Linked DNA regions of Capra hircus: region 2 is linked to region 1. Evidence: chromatin contacts called from public Hi-C data. All regions are on one chromosome and are shown on one strand. Each heading gives the region's core, a stretch centred on a gene start, on an enhancer-like site or on the middle of the called end of the contact. The rest is flanking DNA. Distances are from core to core; before and after follow the strand shown.

What was found. Hi-C and Micro-C count contacts between places; a contact is called where the count stands out from the background.
Region 2: a contact with region 1 is called in a Hi-C map of blood, with 5 times the contacts expected there. The contact joins two enhancer-like sites. A contact is called at or near these places in 3 of 5 Hi-C or Micro-C datasets (blood and liver).

Annotation. Positions count from the first base shown.
Region 1 is chr24:2,190,721-2,196,120 of ARS1.2, forward strand. No RefSeq gene overlaps it. Among named protein-coding and RNA genes, the nearest start is that of GALR1, 25 kb to the left of the region's middle. Within about 2 kb of position 2,686, at least 2 of the 5 cell types and tissues checked have an H3K27ac peak or open chromatin away from gene starts, as enhancers often do.
Region 2 is chr24:2,321,154-2,326,553 of ARS1.2, forward strand. All of the region lies in intron 4 of MBP (myelin basic protein), which reads left to right. Among named protein-coding and RNA genes, the nearest start is that of MBP, 87 kb to the left of the region's middle. Within about 2 kb of position 3,363, at least 2 of the 5 cell types and tissues checked have an H3K27ac peak or open chromatin away from gene starts, as enhancers often do.

The DNA of each region.
Region 1 (5,400 bases), core at 1,436-3,935:
ACACGGTGGCATACAGGCCCACACCAGCTCTCGAGAAAACCACATCCCTCTGTTAATTCAGATAAGTCATTCTACTTACACTGTTGGGGGCGTATGGACGCACACACAGTATAAAAGGTGCACGTATAATCATTCCAGCAAAAGGAGTGTGGACAATGTACTGTCAGTGAGAACAATGGGCCAATTTAGAATCATACTCACTCAGGAAACTGCAGGCCATGCGATCCAGCAACAGAAGAGAATTAAGTTCTTTACCGTTCCAATATGTGAATATCTCCAACATATACTGAATGATAATGGCATGAGAATAGACAGATCAACGGAATAGAATTAAGAGTCCAGAAATAAACCGTTACATTTATGGCCCACTGATCTACAGCAAGTATGTCTAGAAGTAGAATGATAAGAGCTTGCCAAGTTTTCCAAGAAATATGGTAAGAAGCCAATTGCAGAAAAGAGCACATAATATGATGCCTTAGCTTTAAAAAAGGAGGTTTAGAAGAAGAAATTCTTCCAAAGGTTTACAAGGTTTAGGTTAGAAGAAATTCTGCATAAGTATCTTTGTGTATGACTGGAGATGTTTGAAACATACACAGAATGGCTGGAGGGGACAAGCGGAGGCAAAAATGTTCATTCTCATCTTTAAGCTTCTGGTCTTTGCTCTCCAATGACTATGATTATTTTTGACACTTTAATATTTAAATGGGCTTCCCTGGTGGCTCAGATGGTAAAGAATCTGCCTGCCAATGCAGGAGATGTGGGTTCGACCCCTGGGTCAGGAAGATCCCCTCGAGAAGGGAATGGCAACCTACTCCAGTACCCTTGCCTAGAGAAATCCATGGACAGAGGAGCCTGGCGGGCTATATAGTCCAGGGGGTCACAAAGAGTTGGACACAACTGAATGACTAACACACTGTAATATTTAAATAGAGAAGAGAAACTCCTTTTTAAGTATTTAAAAACTCAGTCTGATTTTCTCCTGTCTTAATAATGCTAATTTTCCAGTTAGTTTGAAGGGAAAACTTGAAAATAGCTTGAAGGCAGATCATTTTTTACGGTTTTATTATTGGAGTGTAATTGCTTTACGAAGTTGTGTTAGCTTCTGCTGGACAACAGCGCGAATCGGCCGTAAGTACACATGCATCTGTTCCCTCCTGAGCCTCCCTCCCTCCCCCGGTCCCGCGCTCTAGGTCTGCGCAGAGCACCGAGCTGAGCTCCGTGTGTCATGCAGCAGCTTCCCAGCAGCTGTCTGCTCCACACACGGCCGTGCGTCTGTGTCAGCGCTCCCCTCCTCGCTCGCCCTGCCCTGCCCTGCCCATGTCCACACGTCTGTGATCCACAGCTGAAGGCAGGTCGCTGAATCTCTGGAAGGCAGGTCAAGCGTAGGTCAAGAAAGGAGAGAACATGGGACTTCCTCAGCGGTCCCGGGGTTAAGACTCCCCCTACAACGGCAGCCCACTCCAGTGCTCTCGCCTGGAGAACCCATGGACGGAGGGGCCTGGTGGGCTGCAGTCCATGGGGTCGATGAGGGTCGGGCACGACTGAGTGACTTCACTTTCACTTTCCACTTTCATCCATTGGAGAAGGCAATGGCCCCCAACTCCAGGGCTCTCGCCTGGAAAATCCATGGACGGAGGGGCCTGGTGGGCTGCAGTCCATGGGGTCGATGAGGGTCGGGCACGACTGAGTGACTTCACTTTCACTTTCCACTTTCATCCATTGGAGAAAGCAATGGTACCCCACTCCAGTGTTCTTGCCTGGAGAATCCCAGGGACGGGGGAGCCTGGTGGGCTGCCGTCTCTGGGGTCGCAAAGAGTCGGACACTACTAAAGTGACTTAACAGCAGCGAAGCAGGGGGTGTGGGTTCGATCCCTGGTCAGGGAGCTAAGACCCCCCATGCCTCAGGGCCCAAATCATGAAACAAGCGATATTGTAACAAATTCAATAAAGACTTCAGAAAAAAAAAAAAAAAAAAGAGGAAACAGGATTGCTGTTTTAAGCAGACGGAAAAAAACCAGAACAGCCTCCTTGTCTTTGACATAAATTAAACCTGAGTTCTGGGCACCTTCCCTCCTGATTTCTCTCCCCCATCCCACCCCCGAAATGTACCAACCTGATTAAAACAGATACTGACAAACAAGGAAGATATCCCTCAAGCAGGGCAAAACACTCAGCCAGAGGATTAATGAGCTGGGGCCAAGCAAACACCCGGGAGCAAAGAAATAGAGTCCCCTAGGGAGAAGACACGGCCCAACCCAACGTGCTTCGAGACCGAGCAGAGGAGATGCGGCTTTTGCCAGATTTCTATACGGACTCAACGGGCTCGACACGGGGACTATTTATTCTCGTTTGGTTTATTTGATGTGTGAGAGATGCAACATAGCCAGCTCAAAATTTAAATAAAACGTGAGTTTCTTGATAACTTGTGCTGTATGCTCAGTCACTCACTGTCCGACTCTGAGACCCCATGGGCTGTAGCCCACCAGGCTCCTCTGTCCATGGAATTTTTTAGGTAAGAATAGTTGAACAGGTTGCCATTTCCTCCTCGAGGGGCTCTTCCCGACCCAAGGATTAAACCTGTGTCTCTCGCATCTCCTGCATTGCAGGCGGATTCTCTCCTGCTGGGCCACCAACGAACAGCATCCTACTCAATTAAAAAATTCAGATGGATTAACTATGTCTTCTTGTCACCACTTGATGGCAACATAGTTAACCTATGGGGCAGTTAGGGACACAGCAACGTCCAAATTGGCTGTTTGTTACCAAGGCGGCTTCCTGGCTCAAGACACGGTTCAACAGAAATTCACAGGGACAGGAAAATTATTTCAGACCCTCCAAATGATTGCATATATTGGCCTCTGCTTCCTAAAAGATCAAGCAACACTCTTTGGTATTTCTCCCTCAGGAAGCCAGGAAGAAAAAGACTGCTGGCTGCATCCAGAAAAACTCTCATTTGTCTAGCTGCCGTAACTGAATTTTTATCCACAAGCCATATGTAGAAAATCACAACAGAATGTGCTTAAATTAAGTTAAATTTGATATCTTTGAAATGTCATTTGCAAAATTCATTTGCAATACACAGCATTCTCCTGGCCTGATGGTGAGTGGATCTGGGGTGACGTGTATTGAAGTAATTTCCTATTGGAAAAGTTCAAGTTATCTTTCCTTGAGATTCTCCTGGTGGCCATGCCACCCAGGATATTGATCTCTTCCTTAGCTTTAATACAGAATCTTGAAGGAAGAGCAGAGCCTTGAAGATGCAGATGTGGCCAAGAAGAGTGACCTCTCTGAGCAGGAGGGACAGTCCACCCTCAGAGGAGTCCTCTAGCCCAAGGATAAAGCCTTTTATGTTCAACTATCGTATTAGAGTTTTTCAGAGAAACAACCAATAGGTGTGTGTGTGTGTTTATGAAGTGACCTATTTTAAGGCATCGCCTCACACTGATATGTGAGCTGGAGGCCCAGGACAGCAGGTGGCGGAGTTTGTTGCCTGGAATTGGAGATCCAAGGGCAGGAGGAGACCAGCACCCCAGCTCAGCCAGGTGGGCCGAGCAGGTTCCCCCTCCTCTGACCTTTTGCCTAAGGTGGGCTTTCAGTGACCCGGTGAGGCCCAGCTATGCCGGGGAAGGCCACCTGCTGTGCCCAGTCCACTATTTCAGATGCTAAGCTCTCCAGATACACCATCTCTCTCACACACACTCACAGAGATAATGCCTAACCAGATGTCTGGGCATCCATGCCTTGGCTCAGCCACCTTGACATTTAAAATTAATCATCACAGCCATTTTCTACTCCTTAGATTGTGAGACAGGGTACAAGCACGGAAAATGAACACCAGTGCTCAGAACCCCCCACATGTGTGCTGGAGACTGAAATGGATGGAGTTTGTGCGTGCTTCTTAGCTGTGCCCTGCAATCACCCCCTCAGGCCAGCAATAGAGCCCCAGTGCCCACTAACGCCATAATCAAGGACGGAGAAGGGCCACCCTAGGCTCAGGACATCTCTTTTGTTCTAATATCAACAGTTACGGGACCAGATAGCAAGGACCACAGGCCTGAGTCCAAAAATGCTGACGTGGAGATGAAAGCCCCCAGTGAGTGAGAGCGCACGCACTTCCTTTTGCTCAGTGTGAAGACATTCAGGTTCCAGGGAGAATGTCTCCTTACCACTGCAGAGGGAGACCCTCAGCTGGAGCACAGGTTGCAAGCTTGTCAGGACACATTTGGGGCCCATCAGGTGGGTAACAGTTCCGTCTAGTCAAAGCTATGGTCAAAACCAGCAGCCATGTACGAATGTAAGAGGTGGACCATAAAGAAGGCTGAACACCAAAAAATGGATGCTTTCAAACTGTGGTGCTGGAGAAGACTCTTGAGAGTCCCTTGGACAGTAAGGAGATCAAACCAGTCCATCCTAAAGGAAATCAACTCTGAATATTCACTGGAGAGACTGATGCTGAAGCTGAAGCTCCAATACTTTGGCCACCTGAGCTGCTCACTGGAAAAGTCCCTGATGCTGGGAAAAACTGAAGGCAGGAGAAGGGGATGACAGAGGATGAGATGGTTGGATGGCATCACCAGCTTGATGGACATGAGGCTGGGCAGGCTCCAGGAGATGGTGAAGGACAGGGAGGCCTGGAGTGCTGCAGTCCCTGGGGTCGAGACTGAACAACAACAAAGTGGGTAAACATCACCGCGCCCCCAGACCAGGGTATCCTGACGCAGCAGTGGTGGGGGCTCTGGAGCTTCCTCCCAGAGCTTGCGATAATCCCCACACCTGGGCTCCACTCCCCCGCATCGCCTCTTCTTCCCTCCATAAAGAAGGACATGTCCCCCAAGGCAGGGTGCTCATAACGCCTCCCATGAGGAGTAGGGATGGGGGAGCAGTCCCAGGCCTGCTTTTAAGAAGCGAGAGCAAAGCTCGCAGCTGTGGCTCACTCGTCCCCAGGATGTCACCTTCCTGTGGACCAGCCCTGCCCCAGGCCTGGCATTTCACACCTTGCAGGCACAAGTAAAATGCGCATTAGCTAGTCAGGAAACCCTTCCTTCCAGATACAATAAACCCTGACACTGTGATTCTGTGACTCAGACAAATGGCATCAAGAAACAGTGTTTCCACTGGACAGCAGAGGGAACCGAGACGATACTTTATAATGACAATAAACAGCACAGCTTTTGCAAACTGCGAATCACTAGGTCGCACACGCGGAGTTCATACAGTATTGTAAATCAGCTATGTGCGTGTGTGCACACTAGGTCATTTCAGTCACGCCTGACTCTTTGCAACCCCATGGACTGTAGCCCGCCAGGCTCCTCTGACCATGGGGATTCTCCAGGCAAGGGTGCTGGAGTGGGTTGCCATGCCTTCCACCAGGAAATCAGCTCTATCTTAATTTAAAATAAC
Region 2 (5,400 bases), core at 2,113-4,612, 130 kb after region 1:
AGCGTGGAGGAGACAGAGCCGCCCGCTGGGGCCACGCTGGGAACCGTGGTGCCAGGCCCAGCAGCTCAGCACCAAAACCTCCCCCATCCTCCCCCCGAGGCTCAGAAACTCAGCTGGTGAGCAATGTCAGGCTGACATCCTACACCCAGACCTTCCAGAACATTCCACCTTCTGTCTCTCTGCACAAACTCCGCAGGAAGGGTGAGAAAGCCCCACTGGCTGTTTGTCAAGAAACAAGCAGGCTCAGCACCTTGGAGGCCCTTCCAGAATGGGGCTCCCACGAGGAGCCCTTCGATTCCAGGAGATGCATCACTTCTTAGTTCCACCCCAGCCTGACCCGAGGGCAGACCTGAAGGTGGCGGGGAGCCCACGTCCACGCAGGAGATGACATTGGAGGACCCAAGATGAGTCCGAAAAGCACAGGCTCCAAGGGAGAAACGAGGAGCAGATGCATGTACAGTGGGGAAGACAGCTCCATGGGGGATACAGGGCCTCCTCCTCCCGGTTCCCCGTCAAGTCTCCCGACCCTGCATGGCCGGGCCTCCAAAGGCCACATCATCCAGAGGTCGCATGGACCAAGGAGGCGGAAAGGTGCCTGGAGAGGGCAGCAGGGAGCCGCGCCTGGCTGGGCCCTGTCCCACCTGCACCTGCACCTCTGGGCCTGGAGACGCAGGCAGAGCCAGGAGCGCCCTGCTCCCACGCCCGGCAGTTGCTCTTACCGGCTTCCTTAAGCCCCTGCCTGCCACTCGCAGCCCCTGGGGGCCCAGTCCTTATGAGCCTGCAGAGGTCACTGTGGGGCCACCCGCCTGAGGGGTGGAGGGGCACCCAGAGGTCTGTCCAGAGCCGACCTCCCCACTCTGAACCTGCACCAACCGTCCCAGGGGCTGGGGCTCACCGAGTTGGGCTCCTGGCACCTGGAGAAGCGCGGAGCGTGCATGGAAGCACGTGCTGAGGGTCTGCTCTTCCACCTGCAGAGTCTGCTCTGAGCCTCCCTCCCCAGCCACTGGCAGCGACGTCAGAAACAACCGTCTGTCCTGCCGACGCCCCGGGACCCCGGGCTGATGGAGGGAAGCGGAGGCACCGCCCTGGTGCCGGTAAACTGGGCATCTCGGGTGCAGCAGACACCCCCCTCCCCAGGTCCCACAGCCCAGCTCTGGCTGCAGCCCCTGCGCTCCTGCCCTCGGGCCTCAGCATCTCAACTGGAGAGTCAGAGTCGGGGCCTGCGAGCGTCTCTGTGGGGACGGACCCATGGCCATTTCCTCCTGTCTCAGGCCCTCTTGCAGCCATGTGACCAGCACAGCCCCCTCCAACCCCGAGGCAGGGGCTCAGGGGCGACTCTGCGTGCCTGAGGCATGTAAGACCTTGTTCTGCTCAGCGGACAGACCTCTGTCAGCTCCCAGCCCCAGGCATTGTGCTCACATGGAAAGCCTTCCAGACACTTCCTTCGTACTCCGTCTCCAGGTTTTCTGAATCGATTTCTTCCTCATTTCCAAGGAAATGGCTCGGACCAGAGTTGGGTGGTCTTGACAGGCCCTGACAGTCTGGCCATGGGGACCCAGAGCAGATCAGTCTCCCTGGGGGCCGCACTGACGTGGGCAAGCCATCTGGGTCTCCGGGGGTGGCCCTCTCAAGGGGTCAGGCCGGGGTCATGCCTGGGGTCTATTCCGCGCTGCCCACCCTGAGGGGCTGCCTCACAGCACAGCCACCCAGGGGCCCATGGTCTTCAGTTGCAGGAAAGCCCGTTGCAACTTGGCTTTTCCTCCCAAAATAAGCCTTCCAGACTCTGCATCCCTCACACCGCCCGCTGCCATTCTGCATAAGGAGACGACTGAGTTCTAAGCCAAGGAGAGGTGCCCTGGGAGACTGTTTGGTTTACGCAGCTCCCAAGGCGTTAGCAGGATGTTTATGCTGGGAAGTCATGTGCATACTATAGACACACTGAGTTCTTCCAAAATGGGAGCAAAGAAAAAAGTCGGAGCAGTTAACGCCAACTTCCAGCCCTGCCTCCTGCGGACAGGAGACAGGGAAGCTTGCATGCCCACGTTCAGGAGCGTCGCTCTCAGCACCAGCCCGCCGCCCTGTTTGAGAGGCAGCGCTGAGCCGCTCCTCTGGAGACCGTGAGCCCGGGCGTCTGGCCGTGAGCTCCCCAGCGCTGCCCGAGACAGGAATGAGGTCTGGCTCCCGGGACAGTGAGGGTGGCCCGGTCACGGCAGAGGGACCCTCCTGGAGGCTCCGTATCAGGCGATGCGCCACGGGTAGGAAACACGACCGTGGGCAGCATGCTCGTGGGCCTGACGGCAGCGCCCAGCTCCAGCCGGGACCCCCGCACGGCCGCCTCCTCCCCCTGCCGGTCCACTCCCCGGGGTGAGAGCTGAGGCCAGCCTTGAAGGCCTCCACCTGAGGCTAAGCCCGCATCAGAAGCCAGGCAGCCACTGCGTGTTCACAGAACCAGCGGACACGTCGGCTGTACATGTGACACCGACTTCCCTCCAGGGTGGCCTCACACCCACAGCCTGGAGATTTCATTCCGTCCCTGCCCGGAGGCCTCTGATCCAGTCCTTGCATGGACATCGATGGAGGCAAAGACTTGGTCCAGAAGAGGCTGGGCGCTTTGATTCCCCCGTTTCAGGTGAAACATCGCAGGGGGAAATAGGCCGATGTGCCCTCCCTCCCCCCACTCCCCACTGCCTTCAGCTTCACAACTCGCTGAAAGTAGAAACTCTCCAGCTTGGAGGCCAGGCCCGCCTATCTCGGCCCAAGCGACAGTCCCTCTGGGCAGAGTATGAGACAGCTCCCCACAAACACAGACCACCCTCCGGCCAAGGTGAAACGTGTCATGAGAACAGGCAGTAGGCCACCTAAAATCTCCACCTAAACGAGAGCACTGCCTGTGCTGCTCCTGTAACTGAGAAAAGCCCACTGCTGACACAGCACGGCTCTCTCTAAAAGAGAGAGAGGCCACTGCTTTAAGTAAACTCCGCCGAGCCGAGGATTCAGGAGCAAACACATTCTTAAACTTGCTGAGGGTGAAAACGCAAGGGCAGACTGCAAGGATCATTCAGACCAACAAGAATTCTCTCCCCAGATTGCACAATCGAAATGCAGCAACCTTGCCAGAAAGCATCTGACGCCCTCCCCTGAGGCATACCAGGGGGCTGGTTGATCAGAAGTGGAGCAATCGCTTCCTCTGAAGAACTTACATAAACAAGATCGGCCTCGTTGTCCCGCGGTTTCTGGGAACAGCCGGAGCGTCGCGGGGTCAGGGTGTTGGAGCAAAAAGCCGCCATGGTCATTGGGGCCAGCTCTGAAAGGGGGCGCATTGCGGTCGACAGTTTCCAGCAGATGTGTTATCTCTCCTGCAGGCCTGTGACCTTCAGCTCACATGCTCTAGGAGATCATATTTTACCGGCAGCTAACTCAGAGCCAGATGCCACAGGAGCACGAAACTGCCACGACCCTGCCTTCCAAAGACGGGCCGAGAGACGGGACTACCGCGGATTGGAGTCTTTCAGCACAAGACGTTCACAATGCTGCTCTTTCGGAAAATCCTTGAGGAGGACTTCCTTGAGTCCTCGACTCTCTGTAGTCACCAAAATGAGATTTCTGGGGGAGTTTCGTAAACCATCCAAAGAAGTGTGAGGCAAGAGGAAAAGAGCAGGAAAAGAAAAGCCGTTCCATCATGACTACATTTCCTGGTTCTCAAATATAAAGACGACAATGTGGAAGAAGCATTTTTGGTTTTCTTAACACTTTCCCAAGAAGCAGCTCTCTTACTGATCCCAAGTCTCACTCTGTTGTTCTGCCTTATCGTCGGCAGTTCAGGAAGACACCCACACTGTTGGAGCGTGCGGTTCCAAGCAGGTGAAAGAGACACGCCGCTGGATCTGGGCTTCCAAAAAGCCAAAGGGTTTTTATTTTGGAAAAATCAAAATGCAAATTGCAGTTTGAAAAAAGCAAAAGGCAAATTCCTTCACTCTCTAGACCACTGATGGAACCATCTACTGAAGGAGCGTATCCCTAATGCCGCTCTGTGGGTGCAAGCGGACTTCTACCACGTTCAGCCTGTAAACTGACACACCAAGGGGTGTGCGTGTTGCACAGCTGCTTCGTTGGATGCTTTTCACCCCTTCACAGGACCCCTTTAAGTAGCTATGTCCACATTTGTAAAATGAGGTGAAAACAACCGCACGTCCACCCCATAAAACACGGAGGAGCCGCTTTCCTTGCTCCTCCCCTGTATCAGCCCCGGGGACACAGAGGGCTGCACGCATTGCCTGACTCCCAGGATCGACTTGACTAAGAAAGTGCCAGAAAGAAAACGGTCCTGCTTTCAGACTCGGGACGACCATCTGGACACGGCGGAGGCCGATCCACAGAGAGGCCGCGCTGGGCTGCGTCCTTCTGGCACGGCGCCTCGACCTGTCCCTGAGTGCAGGATGTGGGCCTCGGGCACCTCAAGGTCCCCACCACAGGGTTAGGGGCTTGTTGATGGGCCGGACCCAGAGCACCTCGGAGGTACTCATCACAACAGACCCGCAGATGGTGGGTGAGGCACCCTGGCATGAGGGTACCTACGCTGGTGACCTCCATGAAAATGCTCAATTTCAAGTTTTAAAAAGGGCAGCAGTTTCCAAACAGCAGCTCCACAAAGAGCTCACATCCCTTCCTACAATGCAGAAAAGATGGAGCAGATGTTACCAACACTCGTCACCCAACACACGCTGTGACTGAAGGACCGAGTTCCCCACCACAGCGCACGACACAGAGGGCAAGCGCAGGAGCCGGAGTGCCTCTCGCTACCGCCTGAGCCAGGAGGGAGCCGGCGCTCTGTGAGGGCCAGAAATGCGCTCCCCTTGAAACACACCACAGGTCAGAGCCTTGCCCTCCAAAGTACCAGGTAGAGCGCAGGTCCTCTAGAGGCTCGTCTCTCCTGTGTGGCGTCTGCAAGCCGTGAGTCTGCATCTGGGCAGTCCTCAGATGCCTGCCTGCCTGGTGTTCATCACTGCTCTCCTGGCCCCTCCTTGGCACCCACCTAGTGGCCAGCAAACTGAAGCCTGGGCAGAGAGAGGGGAGGCAGCCAGGCTCTAGGGTCCAACTGTCCTCAGGACTGACTGGTCTGACTGCATCTAGGGTGCAGAGCTCAGCAGGGCGGATGCAGTGGGGAGACGTGTCCCAGACCCAGGATTCACTCAAATTTCCTCCACTGGCATTCTAATGGTGGATCCAGGTTGTTCAGTCACTCAGTCGTGTCCAGTTCTTTGTGGCCCCATGGACTGCAGCACGCCAGGCTTCCCTGTCCCTCATCGTCTCCTGGAATTTGTTCAAACTCATATACACTGAGTTGATGATGCCATCCAACCATCTCATCCTGTCACCCCCTTCTCCTCCTGCCCTCAATCT